2 separate regions of the Mus musculus genome follow, and region 2 is linked to region 1. Evidence: chromatin contacts called from public promoter capture Hi-C data. All regions are on one chromosome and are shown on one strand. The core of a region is the stretch at or near the end of the contact, and the rest is flanking DNA. Distances in the headings are between cores, read along the strand shown. Region 1 holds the start of Snrpd3 (small nuclear ribonucleoprotein D3). Region 2 holds the start of Tpgs1 (tubulin polyglutamylase complex subunit 1).

The links. Promoter capture Hi-C pulls out the DNA fragments that hold promoters and counts their contacts.
Region 2: a promoter capture Hi-C map of liver shows a contact between it and region 1, with 5 times the contacts expected there. The contact joins the promoter of Tpgs1 here to the promoter of Snrpd3 in region 1. A contact is called at or near these places in 2 of 39 promoter capture datasets (liver and pre-B cells).

The regions. Positions count from the first base shown.
Region 1 is chr10:75,514,275-75,521,446 of GRCm38.p6, reverse strand. Snrpd3 (small nuclear ribonucleoprotein D3) reads right to left here and starts at 3,405. Exons shown (of 4, transcript NM_026095.4): 1 at 3,322-3,405; 2 at 1,987-2,133. The coding sequence starts at 2,112. Gucd1 (guanylyl cyclase domain containing 1) reads left to right here and starts at 4,066. Exons shown (of 6, transcript NM_175133.2): 1 at 4,066-4,293. The coding sequence starts at 4,251.
Region 2 is chr10:79,665,994-79,673,165 of GRCm38.p6, reverse strand. Tpgs1 (tubulin polyglutamylase complex subunit 1) reads right to left here and starts at 3,727. Exons shown (of 2, transcript NM_148934.3): 1 at 3,383-3,727. The coding sequence starts at 3,720. Madcam1 (mucosal vascular addressin cell adhesion molecule 1) reads right to left here. Exons shown (of 5, transcript NM_013591.3): 4 at 6,396-6,827; 5 at 4,624-4,929. The coding sequence ends at 4,799.

The sequences.
Region 1 (7,172 bases), core at 2,156-4,655:
AAAAATATGTTCTTGCCTAGAGGATAATCTGATGCAGGTATTTTCACAATTGAGGTTCCCTTTTCTAAGCTTGTGTCAAACTGACAAAAACCTAACCAGCATAAGCGTGTAGTTTAAATGAAGTGTCCTCCATAGTTGCAGGCATCTGAACACTTGGCCCCCAGTTGGTGATGCTTTTTTGGGGAAAGGGGCAGCGGCTAGGGGATGCAGCCTTGCTGAAGGACATCATGGGGGGAAAGGGGGCAGACTTAGAGCACTCTCTGACACTTCCTGTTTGCTCTCTATGCTTCCTGCTTTCTATTGAAAATGTAAGCTCTAAGCTTCCTGCTGCTGTTATCATGCCTCCTTGCCAAGACAGACCCATCCTTCTGGAACTATACTAATGGTACAGTATCGCAGCCACAGGAAAATAGCACAAATCCTAAAAAGCAACAGTCAGGCCACCTTACCCATAGGCATGACCCTAAACAAGGCACTGCACCTCTCTAGACATTATATATTTATCCCAACAGCAAAGCACTGAGCTGGCTGCCGCCAACACAAACTTCATCTCATCTCTAACACCTCTAGACATGCAGCAGTCTTGGGGTACTATGTTCACCCTTTCAGGAGACAACAGGTTGGCACCCTCCAGCTGCCACTCTGGGGGACCTGCCAGGGCATTCACGCTGCGACAGCCCTTCCAGCAGGCTGCCAGGGACTGACCACAGCAGAAACATCAGAGCCAGTCCATTACTGGCTCCAGTTACTCCTCTTACTTGGGTGAAACTTCCTCAGCACCATGTTGTAGCCTGAGGCTCCTTTTGCTCACTCTGCCTTCCTTTCCTGGACTGAAGACCCTCCTGCTACGATGATTAATATTACCGACTTGATGGATTTAGAATTACTGAAGGGACAGGCGTGTCTGCGAGGGATTGTCTAGGTTAGGTGGAGGTGAAAAGTAGAAACTGGGCTAAGTCCTGGCACTCATCTCTGCTTCCTGACTGCAGATTCAATGTGACTAGTTAGTACCCTCCTCAAGTTCTTGCCACCATGACTTCTTCTGCATCAGACTGTCTCATCACACTGTGAGTCGAAATAAACTCCCCCTTCCTTAAGTTGCTTTGGTCAGGAATTTGATCACAGCAACAAGCAAAGTAACCAATCACTTCCGCAATCCTGCTCGGTCACTGGCGTCCTTCACGCCACCTCCCCAAAGTCTCTGGTGTATCTAATTCTGGGTTGGCATTTACAGCACAGAGGATCCAAAACAACTCCATCCTCATTTTATTCAGGGGAGAACAAGTGACCAGGATACCCAAGGTCCTATCATTATGGCCCAACTCAATTTGGAATCAGGGAATTCTCTGATTCCAAAGCTCAAGTTCTTAATTAATGGGGAAAACCCCCAAACCATATGCCAAAACTTTGGCAGTTTTATCAGATGAAACTTTCTCCAAGACAAAAGTAAGCACACACAATACGTGAGTAGAAGATCCTGCAAATTATACACTGTGCTGGGAAGCAGACACTGGCTCTGAACCTGACCGACTCTGAGACAGAAAAGTGAAACTTAACTGGTTGTTTTATAGACAAGTACTTAGCAACTGTATTTGGCTAAAGGCTACCTGACAGTAAATATAGACCTAACCCCAGAGAAATCTAGGAAAAGAGATTGTGCTTTCAATTCAGCATTCTGACTCCCTACCAAAAGCAGTGTGGTCTTGCTATAAAGCCCAGACTGGCCTTGAACTCGAGAATCTACCTCAGCCTCTCAAGTGCTCGGATACACACGTACAACCACAGGCTGTCAAATGACTTTTCTGCCTCAAGGCTAAGTCTATACTGACATAAAATCTTAGAGCCTGTAAGAGTGCTTGACAGGTAATAAGTACTTAGTTAATAACTGTTTGATGAGAATAACTTCATTAAGACCTCCAAGTACACCGCTCTACCCACAGGATAGAAGCCACAGCCCTTTCCCAGCCCTGGTGCCAAGCAGGATACCTGACAGTTCATGTTGTCCTCTGCTTCAATGAGCTTCCCTCGGTATACTTCCCCGGTGTTGGTCTCACACGTCACTATGTGGCCTTCAGCCTCGTGCAAGACTTTAATCGGCACACCAATAGACATCTTGGCAGGACTCTTCCCGGGCTACAGGGAAAGAGAGACGATGGTCATCTTTCAGAGCTTAAGGACTGGCACGCCATGGGCTTTGTAAATGATGTCAAGAGCTGCGTTTCCTGTGGAAGGAGTGTGGCTCTTGGCCTCAAGGAACCACCACAGCAAATTAGCGCAACACGTAGGGTAGGGAAGGATGGTAAGCTGGACAATGAAAAGTAATGGGAACAAAGAGTACTACCCCCATTCTCATCCCAGCCATATGACCCTTTATAGTCACTAAAAGGGCTATGATATAGACCCGGAGTGTAAACAAATCACTGTTTACATGGAGTTAAATAAAATGCAAATAAAAGCAAACTCAGTCTTTCAGTCACACCAGAAATATCCCAAGTAGTCAGCCACCACATTTGGATAAAGGCTACAGAACCTAATAGTACATATAGACCTGAGCCCCAAGGAAGCTAGGAAAAAGAGCTTGCGCTTTTCAATCCAGCGTTTTGAATCCCCACCAAAAAGCAGACCAAAACTGTCAAGGCTACGGTGCTATAAATAGGAAATGTTCATCAAGCAGAGAAATAGGGTAAACGCTCGACTTTAAGTCTCACTACAAGACAAAGACTATGCACAGGGCTTTTAAAATGCTGAGATTGGAAACGACTCAAAACCGGAGCACACCATTTATTTGCATGAGAAGACTGTAAGGATGCTAAACACAGTCTCTCTCTCTCGGTGAGGAACCACGGCTTTCAACTTTAGGAGTGTGGGTTTCCATGCTGAAAATGGTAGGGAAACACTGCAGGATGATAGCCAAAGGTTCAAAAAAAAAAGAGTAGCATCTACAAAGTGGATCGAACATATAGCACGGCAACTTGATTAAACTTCTGCAGCAGCGTGGAAAAGAGGGCCACTGCAGGAATGGGAGTGGAGGCAGGGATGAAAGGGACGTTGTAAATGATGATCCAAAAGGAAAGGAGGTAATTAGCAAGAAATGACTGCCCGTAAGCTTCGGAAATCGGTGACCTGAGAAGGCACCGAACGTGCAGACTAGGCGTAAATTAATAACTGTTCAAGGGTTCGGGAGATGAGCTTTGGATAGGCCCTGGCTTCCCGCCCTCCGCTAAGCAAGCCCCGCTGAGCTCCTCCGCAGCGGCCCTTCCAGCTCCTAAACCCCCTGGGGAAGCCCTGGCCTCCTCTCTCCCGTTAGCCGCCTCTCCTCACCAATTAACTGCAGGCTTTATTTTTTTTCCGGTTCTGGCACAAACGTTAGAAGGCGAAGGCGAGAGAACGACCGGCCCGACTCTCACGAATACCACGCGCTCCCAGAATGCCTTGCGCAGGCCCCTCCCTTTCCTTTAAGCCTACTTGCCCTTCACTCTCACTTAGCCGGCTGGGGAAACCAGGGCTCTAGCACAATAGTTCCGGCACCGGAGAGGGCCCGGGGGACCGCCGGAAACACCAATCCTGGAGCCCAACAAGGGAACATGGTAACCCTGAGTACTGTAGTGGCGGATTGGGCGGGATCTGGGCTTGAGCCCAGTGCTCTGGGGAGACAGGAAGTGAGGCTTGGACTAGAGATTTAAGCTTTGGATCCGGCCACCGGCAGGTAAGGGACGCACTGAGCCCTGGGAACTCTCATTATTCCTTGTCTGGGTAAGAAGACCTAAAAGGAGTCGGGAAAGTGTTCCCTGGAGTCTCGATAAGGCACTGCGGAGAACCAGAGCTTCCATCTGAGGCTGCAGAAGAACAGACCTAGCGGAGGGAGAGCGTGGGGAGCCCACGTCGCTAGGGGAAGGGCTTTGGGGGCGGGGCTCGGGGAGGGGCGGGGCTCGGGGAGGGGGAGGGGCCCCCGGAGCGTTTCAGGGAAGGACCTACGGGTAGCGGGTTCTGGAAGGAGAAGTGGGGGTGGAAGGGAAGAGGCGTGGCTTATGGAAGGGGCGGGTTTCCAGCGCCCAGACCTGGAAGGGATTAGGCGTGGCTTGAGGCGGCCTAGCCACCGCCTACCCGGCTCTGAACCGCGGTGGCGGCGGCGGCGGCGGAGGCGGAGGAGGAGGAACTCTGCGCTCACTGGCCGCGCTCGCTGCCCAGCAGAAGTCGCCGCTGCAATCAGCTCCAGGCCGGGGCCATGGGCGCCCTGCGCCATCCGGGTCATGAGGACGGAGGCAGAGGCAGCGGGGCAGCCGCTCGAGCCCGGTCAGTGCCTCTCTTCAGGGCCTTGCCTTCAACCGGGGGAACGGAGGGGGACTCCGCCCTAGAGCCGGGCAGGGTCTGGCCGCGCGCGACCTTGGGTCGTCTGCGGCCTCAGCCCAGCCTGGAGCTTCTAGTGGGTCCTAGCTAGGTGGATATTCCTTCTCATCTCCTGTCCTCCACTTAGGGTCGTTCCTGAGTCTCCTGGGGCTTGAAGCCCAGGGAGTGCTGAGAGCCGTCAAGTGGAAAAGTCCAAGGGGCAAAAAGGCACAACCTTGTCCAGAATCGAATAGCCCTGCTTGAAGCACGTTGGGTGATCCTATTCCCCGGGGAACTGTGGAAAGCCTGAGGCCGAGAAAGAGGGGGAAAGAATGGCTTGAGAGCTCTCAGCAAAGGGGCGGGAAAGAGGGGGAAAAGAATGGCCTGGGAGCACCCAGCAAAGGGAACATCTTTTTCTCAGCGCTTTTTGTCTTGGTACTGTTTTGGTTACTCGCTTACTGGTTCCCTCTGCCCTGAGGAAACCCGAGCCCCTTTGCTTACTCACGAAGTGGGGACAGCGGGAAGTTATGGTGGAGCTTAACACACAAGAGTTGATATTAATAAACTGTAAACAGTTGAGGTGCCATCTCAGGGGAGGGGTCAAAGGTTATGGGACCCAAACCCTTTAGTGTCAGTTGGCATCACGTTCAGGGAGTGGTTCCTTCTGGTTGTAACCTGGAGGAGCTGAGCTTGGACCTGTACTGGGATTACATATTTACTTCTCCAGTTAGCCACCGCTGTGAACTTTGACTAGATCATTGCCCCTATCTTAGCCTCAGCAGATAATGGCTCACTTGTGTAGGGTGACTAAGAGGTAGATGCAGTGTTAAGGTGTTTATAGATAGCATAGAATTAATCTTCATAAATCCCAGTGAAGTAGGTGACCGCTGCTTTCAGTACCTTTTGAGGTGAGCAGACAGGCTGAGAGGGTTAAAGAACCAGGAAGAGCTGTCTGTCTGCTTTCTCTTGTGGCAACCAGACAGCTGAAGCTAGGTCAGGGCTTTCTCCAAAGCAGACCCTAGGTTTCAGGTAGAGGACTGTCTTGGCTTAAGGCATCAATATCCAAAGCAGTTTTGGGCTCTGAATGCCAAAGCTGTTATCAGGACAAACACCAAGGCTGCTTCTACCCTTATCACCTCGCCCCAGAAAGCATCTTCCCTGTGCTAAGCAAGATCAGGATAGTTAAGCAGGGATGTTTGCCTTGTGAGGCCTCAGGATGTAGGGCTTCTAAGGTTCAGTGAAAGAGGAGAGACACCGGAGTCTCTTAGGACCCTGAGGAGCAACTGTCCTATACCACAGTTTAGAGGGCATAGTTCAACTAATTAGAAGCAGAGCTCAGGCCACAGAGTAAGGAGGCAGCCTCCAACAGAGGGTTGTGATCTGGAGGCCTAGAACTGATGGGCACTTGTAGTGACAAGCAGATATTTCAAAGGGTAGACAGAGCTTTCAAAAACCAAAATCAACCCAAAACCTTTTCAGCAGTGTAAGTGGGGAGGCTAAGGAAGCCCTGGCCCTACATGCCCATGGCAGAAACACGAGTGAACACAGAGGATTTGGATATTAGAGATGAGAAAGCAACATTCCAGACCAAAGGTTAGATAAAAACAAAACCTGGCTAGCAATCAGCCTGAGTAGATCAGAGCCATTTACAGCCTCAGTAAGGGTTCTGAAAAGGGAAGACACCCATCTTGATAGAGCCACACCCTGCAGAGAGTTTTCCTCTGGCGTATTTTGAGAGAACTGTTTTAGCATATAAGTCCCTGGAGACCAAGGTTTATGTCACCTCAATAAGTGTGATTTTTTTTTCCATTCCTTTCTTTTTTTTTTTTTTTAATTTGTAGCACTAGGGATTGAACCTAGGTCTTAGACAGTGCTAGACAAGGGCTACACCCCAGCCTCAGGTGTAACAGTGAGTACTAAGCATCAGACACTAGGCCAGGAAACAGCTAACAAGACGAGCCAGTCCCCCGCTGTCTTCATCCATTCGTACAGCTGAGAAACTTATAAGCACTAGGAATTTATTTTCTCACAGTTCTGGGGGCTGAGAATTCTAAGACCAAGATGCTTGCAAGTTAAGTACAAGATCTATCCATTCCTTATAGATTCTCTCTAGATATGTCCACATGGCGGGGAGAGAGGAGAGGGGCAAATGATGAGTTCTCTAACAGCAGAGCACGAGAAAGATAAAGGAAAAAAAAGAGGCCCTATGGTTGTTAGCTTCCTAAGATTTACATTATCAAATTGTTTGTGTCTTGAGTGTTTTGTCTGCATGCAGGTGCTGAAAGAGAATGTCAGGATCCCCTGAAGTGGAGTGAACAGACAGCTAGCTCTAAGACGGGGTGGGTGCTTGGACCTGAACTATGCCTGGGTCCTTTGCAAAAGCTGAGCAAGCAGCAGCTATTAACTTTTAATTGTCAGCCTGATAGAATCTATGATCGTGTGGGAAAGCAGTCTCAGTCTCAGTAAGGGGCTGTTTAGCGCTGCCCATGAGGGATTTTCTTAATGGGTTAATTGAGCTGGGAAGACTCACCCCAATGTGGGTTGGGCCCCAGGCTGACTGATAAGGGGGAAGGACAGACGCGTGCATACTCTTTGCTGTCTATTCCTGATTTTGGAGATGATATGACTGGCTGTCTCCAACCAATGTGACATCTCAGAAATGACCCGTGTAAACCGGAATTGTGAGCTAAAATAAGCCCCTTCCCCCTAAGTTTGTCAGGAGCGGTCATCACTCCAGCTAGAAAGGAAGCTAAGGCAAAGCCTAGGTTAGTGTTTCCTGACCTTTTATAAGACCCAGACTCAGACAACTCACAACTGAGCAATTACTTCCTTCCCAGTTTCTTTCT
Region 2 (7,172 bases), core at 2,478-4,977, 4.2 Mb before region 1:
ACACCCACCTCTCAGGTGGCTCACATCTGCTCCTGGGGATCACCATTGAGTCACTGACAAGTGGTGAGGCAGAGACAAGATGGCAAGCTCCAGCCGAGCATGGTGGTGCATGCCTTTAATCCCAGCACTTGGGAGGCAGAGGCAGGCGAATTTCTGAGTTCCAGGAGTATGTTCTCCCATAGGTCTTTCTCCCATAGTACAGAGTGAGTTCCAGGGCTACACAGAGAAACCCTGTCTTGAAAAAAACCAAAAAAAAAAAAAAAAAAAAAAAAAAAAAAGATAGCAAGACCCAGCTTTGGGGGAGCCTGGGCTGGGGCTCCACTTACCACACTTCTTTCACAGTGCTGAGCACTGTGCGTGCGCAGTGGGAGCCTCTCCCCCACCCTTTCTTTCTTTTGGGACAGGGTCTCTTTGTGTAGCCCTGGCTATCCTGGAACTGCTCCGTAGACCAGGCTGGCCTTGAACTCTCAGAATCTGCCTGCCTCTGCCTCCACAGTGCTGAGACTAAAGGCTTGTGTCCCCCGTCCTGCCAGTGGCTTTCCCTGGGGCAGGCTGGGATGACCTATGGGTGAACATACTCCTGTTCCAAGTCTTTACACTCAGGGAGCTCCCGGCAAGGATGCTGACAGCACCCTGCAGTGTCTGGAGTGTCTCACAAGGAATGGCTCGTGGCACAGGGGAGCTCAGGCTGACTAGTCTTTCAATATGACCGGCCAGAAACTCAACTCTTTTAAGTCACATAGTTTTGCTTGGTCAAAAGAGTCCTAAGAGAGTCATGAAAATGACTCCCTTACAGCTTTGGGACAGTAGAGTCAGTGTCTCTCTCCTGCCACCATCATCAGCATGGTAGCTAGGAAGGTTTGCAGGGGCTGCAGCCTGAGGGTGTAACTCCTGGCTTGGCCTCTAGTGGCCACGTCTCCAGCCATCTTCGGGTTGAACAATAACCCTAAGTGGCTCTCACAGGCTGGCAGGGAGGTGACTGGTGAGGGCATCATGGCTGTGGCCTATGGAGACCTGGGAGGGACTCCCCCCAGCTCTGATGCTCTGGTGGCCTCACAAACTCAGGCTCTCAGGTCTTGAGAATTGGACTGGCTACTGCTGGCAGGCCTCAGTGGTGGGGTTGCCATGTGTGCAGGCTTCAGGCCGAGCACTGCACAGGGACCCACTCTCTCCATACACATCACTCACAGGGTGTTAGGTGGGGAACAGTGGTTTTCCCTGGGGAAGAAAGAGCCTAGCTCTGTGAGCCATCAGACAGATGGGGCTGTGGCTTCTAGGGTAATTCCCAGATGCATCTCTAAGGATTCCACCTGCCTGCTGGCTCCCCCCCACCCCCCCGCCCTTTGCTCTCCTATGTGGCTGACAGTTAGTGATATAACACTAGTTCCTGGGGTGAGTGTGGGGCATTGGGCTATACACAGACAGGCTAGTCTTCAGTAGAGCTGAGGTCTGAACCCCGGAATGGTCATAATTCACCTACATGACATGGTAGGTGTTCCCTCGTGCTCCTGGAACTCTGGCTCCTGTCTAAGTTACCACCCCCTCACAGCCCCACAAGAGAAGCATGGCTAAGAAGTCACGTAGGCAATGGCCCAAGCTTCTGACCTTGGCTAAACTCCTCCGCAGTTACCTAGCAACAGTAAAGACCATAAAAGGGGCTGTTAGGCCCCTCCTCACCTCTCTCTTACCCCTCACTCTCACCCTCTCCTCCCTCCTCTCTCTTACTCTTTCTCCCTGCCTTTCTACAATAAAGCTCTAAAACCACAGTCTCTGCTCATCAAGATCCGCTGCACTCACTCTCGGCCGGTGTGGGAACCTCTCTTCCCCTTTCCCTCTCTCCTATAACCCTGGGGCCTGTTTAGAGAAGTAGCCCCGGGGCTCCCAGGTTGGGCTGCCCCTTGTCCACCCCCCCCCCCAAAGAGTACGTCAGAGGCTTGGATGCCCACCTGGGGCTGAGTGGAAAGAGTCTGGTAGCCCTCTCACGTCTGCCTGACCAGAGCATAGGTGGAACTCTGGCGGGACGTGGGTCTTTCCTCCCTCTCTTCCCCAGGGTCCCTTTTTAGTTCCCACAGGTGAGTAATGGCCCCAAGTTTGGGTCCACACAGAACCTCAGAATATGGTAAACACACAGCTTTCAGCTGGTTAAAATGAGGCCTTGCCAGAGGATGGCAGGTAAGGATCCAGTGACTGGCACAGAAACCAGGTAGTGAAGGACACAGAGACCTGGTGACATGATCACAAAGCTTGCCCCAGATCCTCAGGTGAGGCTGACTTCAACTCACAGAAAACACTTCTATTTTAAATCCCTAGGTTCATTGCTCTTCATCCCTGGGAGAATTCCGGATGCCCCCAGTAAGCAGTTTGTTCCTCCCCTGGGCACCTCACGGTGTGGTCTTGTGTGCGTATTCTCTGCTGATACCTTCAGTCTCCCACTCACATACCCCAATGCTGTCCTAGCTGAAGACTGTCCGTCTACATTCTCGCTGGTTTTCTCCCTTTGTGCCTGTACCCCTCCCCTCTAGCCACATGGGCCCGCCATGCTCCACCCTTCCCTTCTTGGCTACCATCTTGGATACTGAGCCCCTTCCCTCTGGTGCAGAGATGTCTGGTCTGCTCAGCTGGAAATGTATGATCTCTGGACTTTCACTTCCCTAGGGAAGGCCTGAGCTACTGTTGCCCAACGTCTTCCTCCTTGCGGCCCCCTCCCCTGCTCTCCTCCCTGAGTCTTCCTCCAAGCACCCTTTGGAAAGCCACTCCCATGCTGAGACCCTCAGGCATTTGGTCACCCCCTGGCTGATGATGCCCTACTGATCAGCTTCCCTCATCCACTATGCAATGAAAAAGCGTCCTTAGTCGTCACCTACACTGGAACTACTCCCACTGCGGAGCTCCCTGCAGGGTTCACGTCAGGCTCTAGACCAGCCTGTGCTCTGCGTGTGCATCTAAGGAACTTCTGTCTGGGGCCTGGGGCCTGAGTACACAGGCTGTCCATCTCCTGGACAAGCACCACACTATTTATACTACCTTGCTGGGCTTCTTGACCTCCCAAAACCCTTGGCTGCGAGGGCAAAATGGACTCGGGTTCAAAAGCAACCTCCTCCAGGCCGTAATCACCTGGAAGCTCATGCAATAGATGGACGATGGATTACAACCCCCAGCACTTCCTACCCGGACCACAATATCCAGTACACCCCGCGCACACTGCAGGCGAAATCGATGCGAGGCGTGCCGAGAACCTTAAACCTGCCTCAAGCCGACCAGACCCGGGAAAAGAGGAAAGACCACTACTCCCGGAAACGCCCCGCGCCGGCGGCGAGTTGCTCCCGCGCGGGGCCTGTCGGGAATTGTAGTTCTGGTACCCCCGTCCGCCATCGGTCCGCACCTCTGCGAGTGGTGAGCCAGGCGAAGGTGCCACAGCGCGCGGCCCAGGCGCTGTTGCTGCAGGAGGAGCTGGCCCGGGGGCTCCCCGGCGCCTCCGTTGGTCGGCGAGCGTAGACCCATGTTCTCGAAGTAGTGCGCCAAGAAGGCGATGGGCTCCTCGGGCCGGATCTCCAGCACCTTTAGGAGGGCTGCGCGCAGCATCTCCGTCACGCCGAGCTGCCGTAGGAAGTCCTCCTCGCTCTCAGCGGCCGCCGCCGCCTGAGACACCGACGTCCGGCCACTGTCCGGGAAATTGGCCGCTGGTGCTACTGCCGGCCGCCGTTTCTCCACTGCCGCCATCTTTGTTGGGGGCAGCGGGACCGGAAGCGCCGCCATAATTCACGGCGCGATGAGGCGCCTTCCCTCGACGACCATTTTTGTTAAGGGCAGAGGCAGCGGCCCCCCTCTCTGAGAATCTCGATAGTAACAAGCGCAAGCGACCTTTTCCCCCTGTGCCCCTGGCTTTCTCTGTGTGCGTTTTCCTGCTACTCCATGACTGCATCTTCTAGCTTCGGTCTGGAATTGTGAGCTTGCCAGACTTCAAAATGGTCCCCCAGGAAGGGCTTGGTTTCTGGCTTGAAGCGCGATACCTTGCCATCTTGGTAGTGGGCAAGTCTTCCTAAGCATGGTCTCCTAGCAACCAGGCACCCTGGGTACCAGATAAACCCCGCAAAGCTCACCAGGAATCTAGGGCTGAAAGCGGAGTTCAAACCGTTTTCTGCGTTTGCTCCCAGACTCGGCCTGGGCTCTCCCGGGTTTTTGGCCTCACTTAGTCTCCTTCCGAGCGTTAAGGTGCCTGAGCGGAGTTGTCACCAGATTCCTTCCTTTCCCAGACTGTTACCATTTCTGACCACCAGAGGGGGGTGCTCTCTTTGCAATTCTGAACTGCTGTGGCTTTCTAGTATCCTCGCATGTCCCTTTTCTGTGTTATCTTTGGCTCTTTATCTACTGACATACTTTTTATTCCCTTGTCTGGCATCCATACCGCTCTTCGTGTTTTCCCAGGTTACCCCCCAAGTACTTTTTCTAAGCCACTGGATATCTCCTTAGTTACTCTTGTTAAATGCAGGCATTTCCCAGCCTAGTATCCTGTTGCTCGACCTACCAAAGAAAACTGGGATGTGTGACTGTCTCCAGGGACTCTGGCTGTAGGGATAGGTGATGTACAAAGCCTTCCTATTCACAGTACGAAAGAATATGCCAGTGGCTAGATACGGGGCTTTTATTTAGCTCTGGGCCAGCAGGCAGAAAAGCCCAGAAGTCAGGAGAAACTTATAGATGTGCTGACCACCAAGGAAAGAGGCCACACTATCATCTTGATGCCCCAAATCCTGCAGCTGGTCACTCTCTGCCTCCTTTAGTCTGGCATAATGGAGCTTCATAGGTGTGTACATGAGCTAGTGTCTGGGCGAGGACCTGGCCGGTAGCATTTCCACAGGCGGTAGGCAAGGAAGACCAGTGCAAGCAGCCCCAGCACCAAGCTGCCAATCCATAGGACGACGGTGGAGGCTGAAAGAGTAGGAAGAGAAAGGCTGCCATCAGTCCCAGTGCCTGTGGGCTCCACAGAGGGAACATACATAGGCCCTTACAGTTTAAAAGTGGACTTAACTAGCCAGCCTCTACTTGGGTAGAAAACAGCCACCCAACCAGACATACTCAAAGACAGCATGGAAGAATGAATCTACTTAAAGGGAAGCTTTTGTTTCTAAATTACGGTCTCACTCTGTAGCTTAGGCTGACATTGACCCTTCTTCTTCTACAGCTCAAGTACTTAGATCATAGCTTGTGTGCCATCGTGCCCAGCTTAGTTCTGTTTTGTTTTGTTTTGTTTTGTTTTGTTTTGTTTTTTGTCTGTTTTGTTTTGATTTTTTGAGACAAGAGTCTTCTATGTAATCCTGGCTGTCTGTCCTGGAACTTGCTCTGTAGACCAGGATGTCCTTGAACTTAGAGATACACCTGCCTCTGAGATTAAAGGTATGTGTCACCACCACCACCTGGCTTAAGGTTTATTTTTTTAATGTTTATTTTGTGTGTGTGTGTGTGTGTGTGTATCTGTGTGTATGCCACAAATGCAGGTACACTTGGAAGTCAGAGGAGGATGTCAAGTCTCCAGGGTCCTGGAGTTACAAGTGGCTATGCGTTTCTTGTCTCTGCCTCCTGAGTGCTAGGATTAAAGACATGCGCAAACACACCTGGCGTCTTATTTGCATGTGCAGGAGTTATTTTAGTGTTGATGTACATATGTGTACCATGCACACATGGTGCTCTGGGAGGCCAAAAGTGTGGGTTACATTCCCTGAATCTGGAGTTACAGATGTTTGTGAGCTATCACATGGGAAGTGAACCCAGGTTCTCTGTAAGACCAGTAAGTACTCTTTAATTTCTGAGACATCTGTTGCTTCAGACTCAATTAACGTATTTAAAAAATCAACCATTAAGACATGTGTCATGGGCTGGTGAGATGGCTCAGCAGGTAAGAGCACTGACAGCTCTTCTGAAGGTCCTGAGTTCAAATCCCAGCAGCCACATGGTGGCTCACAACCACCCGTAATGAGATCTGATGCCCTCTTCTGGTGCGTCTGAAGACAGCTACAGTGTACTTATGTATAACAATAAATTTAAAAAAATGTGTCACAGTGGTGTGCACCTGTTATCTCAGCACTGAAGAGGTTGAGGCAAGATCACGGTCACTTTTAGCTATGATGCAAGTTTGAAGCCAGCCCCGGGTATGTGAAACTAAAGTTAAATAGCTATGAAGTCAGCCCCGGGCATCTGAAACCAATGTTAAATTTTTTTTTCACTTTTTGTTTCACTGGATCTTCCTGTCTCTGAAAGACTGCAAGGTGCCCCGAGTTCTAAGAGGTCTCCAGACAGGAAAGCATACTGAACATGGGGAAACTGAGGCTAGGCATGGTACAGACTCCTGCTAGTGTTTTAGTCCCATTTGTCCCTCCCTCCCAGGGCCCCAGACTCACAGGAATTCGGGGTCACCTGGCCAGGAACATACAGATTGGTCACCTGCCCGCCAGGGTCCTGGCGGCACTGGAACCAGCCCTCTACCATGGGACCTGGGGGCAGCACGCTTAGCCATGCCTGGGCCCCAGCCTCCCTCTTGTGGTAGGTTGCCAGGTCGCCAGGAGCCAAGGTCCAGCGCACAGTAACTCCGGGCCCACAGGATGCTTCACAGAGTAGCTCCCAGCCTGCCTCCAGGTCCTGGTGGATTTTCGGGCGGCAAGGTCCCTCAGAGCTCAGAGTCCTAGGGCTAAGCTTGGGGTATGGAGGGGCAGAAGGTAGGGTGGTGATGTTGAGCCCAGTGGAGACTGCCTCAGCAGTACTTGATGAGGTCAGGATGTAGGGCTCAGCAGAGGTCGTGTTGGGGGGCTTAGGTGAGGTCTGGCTCTGTAGTACTGCAAACAGAATGAATGTTCTTCCTGTAGCCTCAGTTTTCCTCATCTGCAACCCAGTATTGGTTCAGAATTCTTCCATCACCCTTCCCACATCACTTAAGAGGCACAAGGCATCATACTAGTTAGGATCAGCAGCTGATGACACAGACACAGAACAGGAAGTAGGTACTAGCTCTTATGCAAGTCTACCAGATCACTGTTTATTTTATTTATTTACTTTGGTTTTTCAAGACAGGGTTTCTTTGTATAGCCCTGACTGTCCTGGAATTCGCTCGGTAGACCAGGCTGGCCTCAAACTCAAGAAATCCACCTGGCTCTGTTTTCTGAGTGCTGGGATTAAAGGTG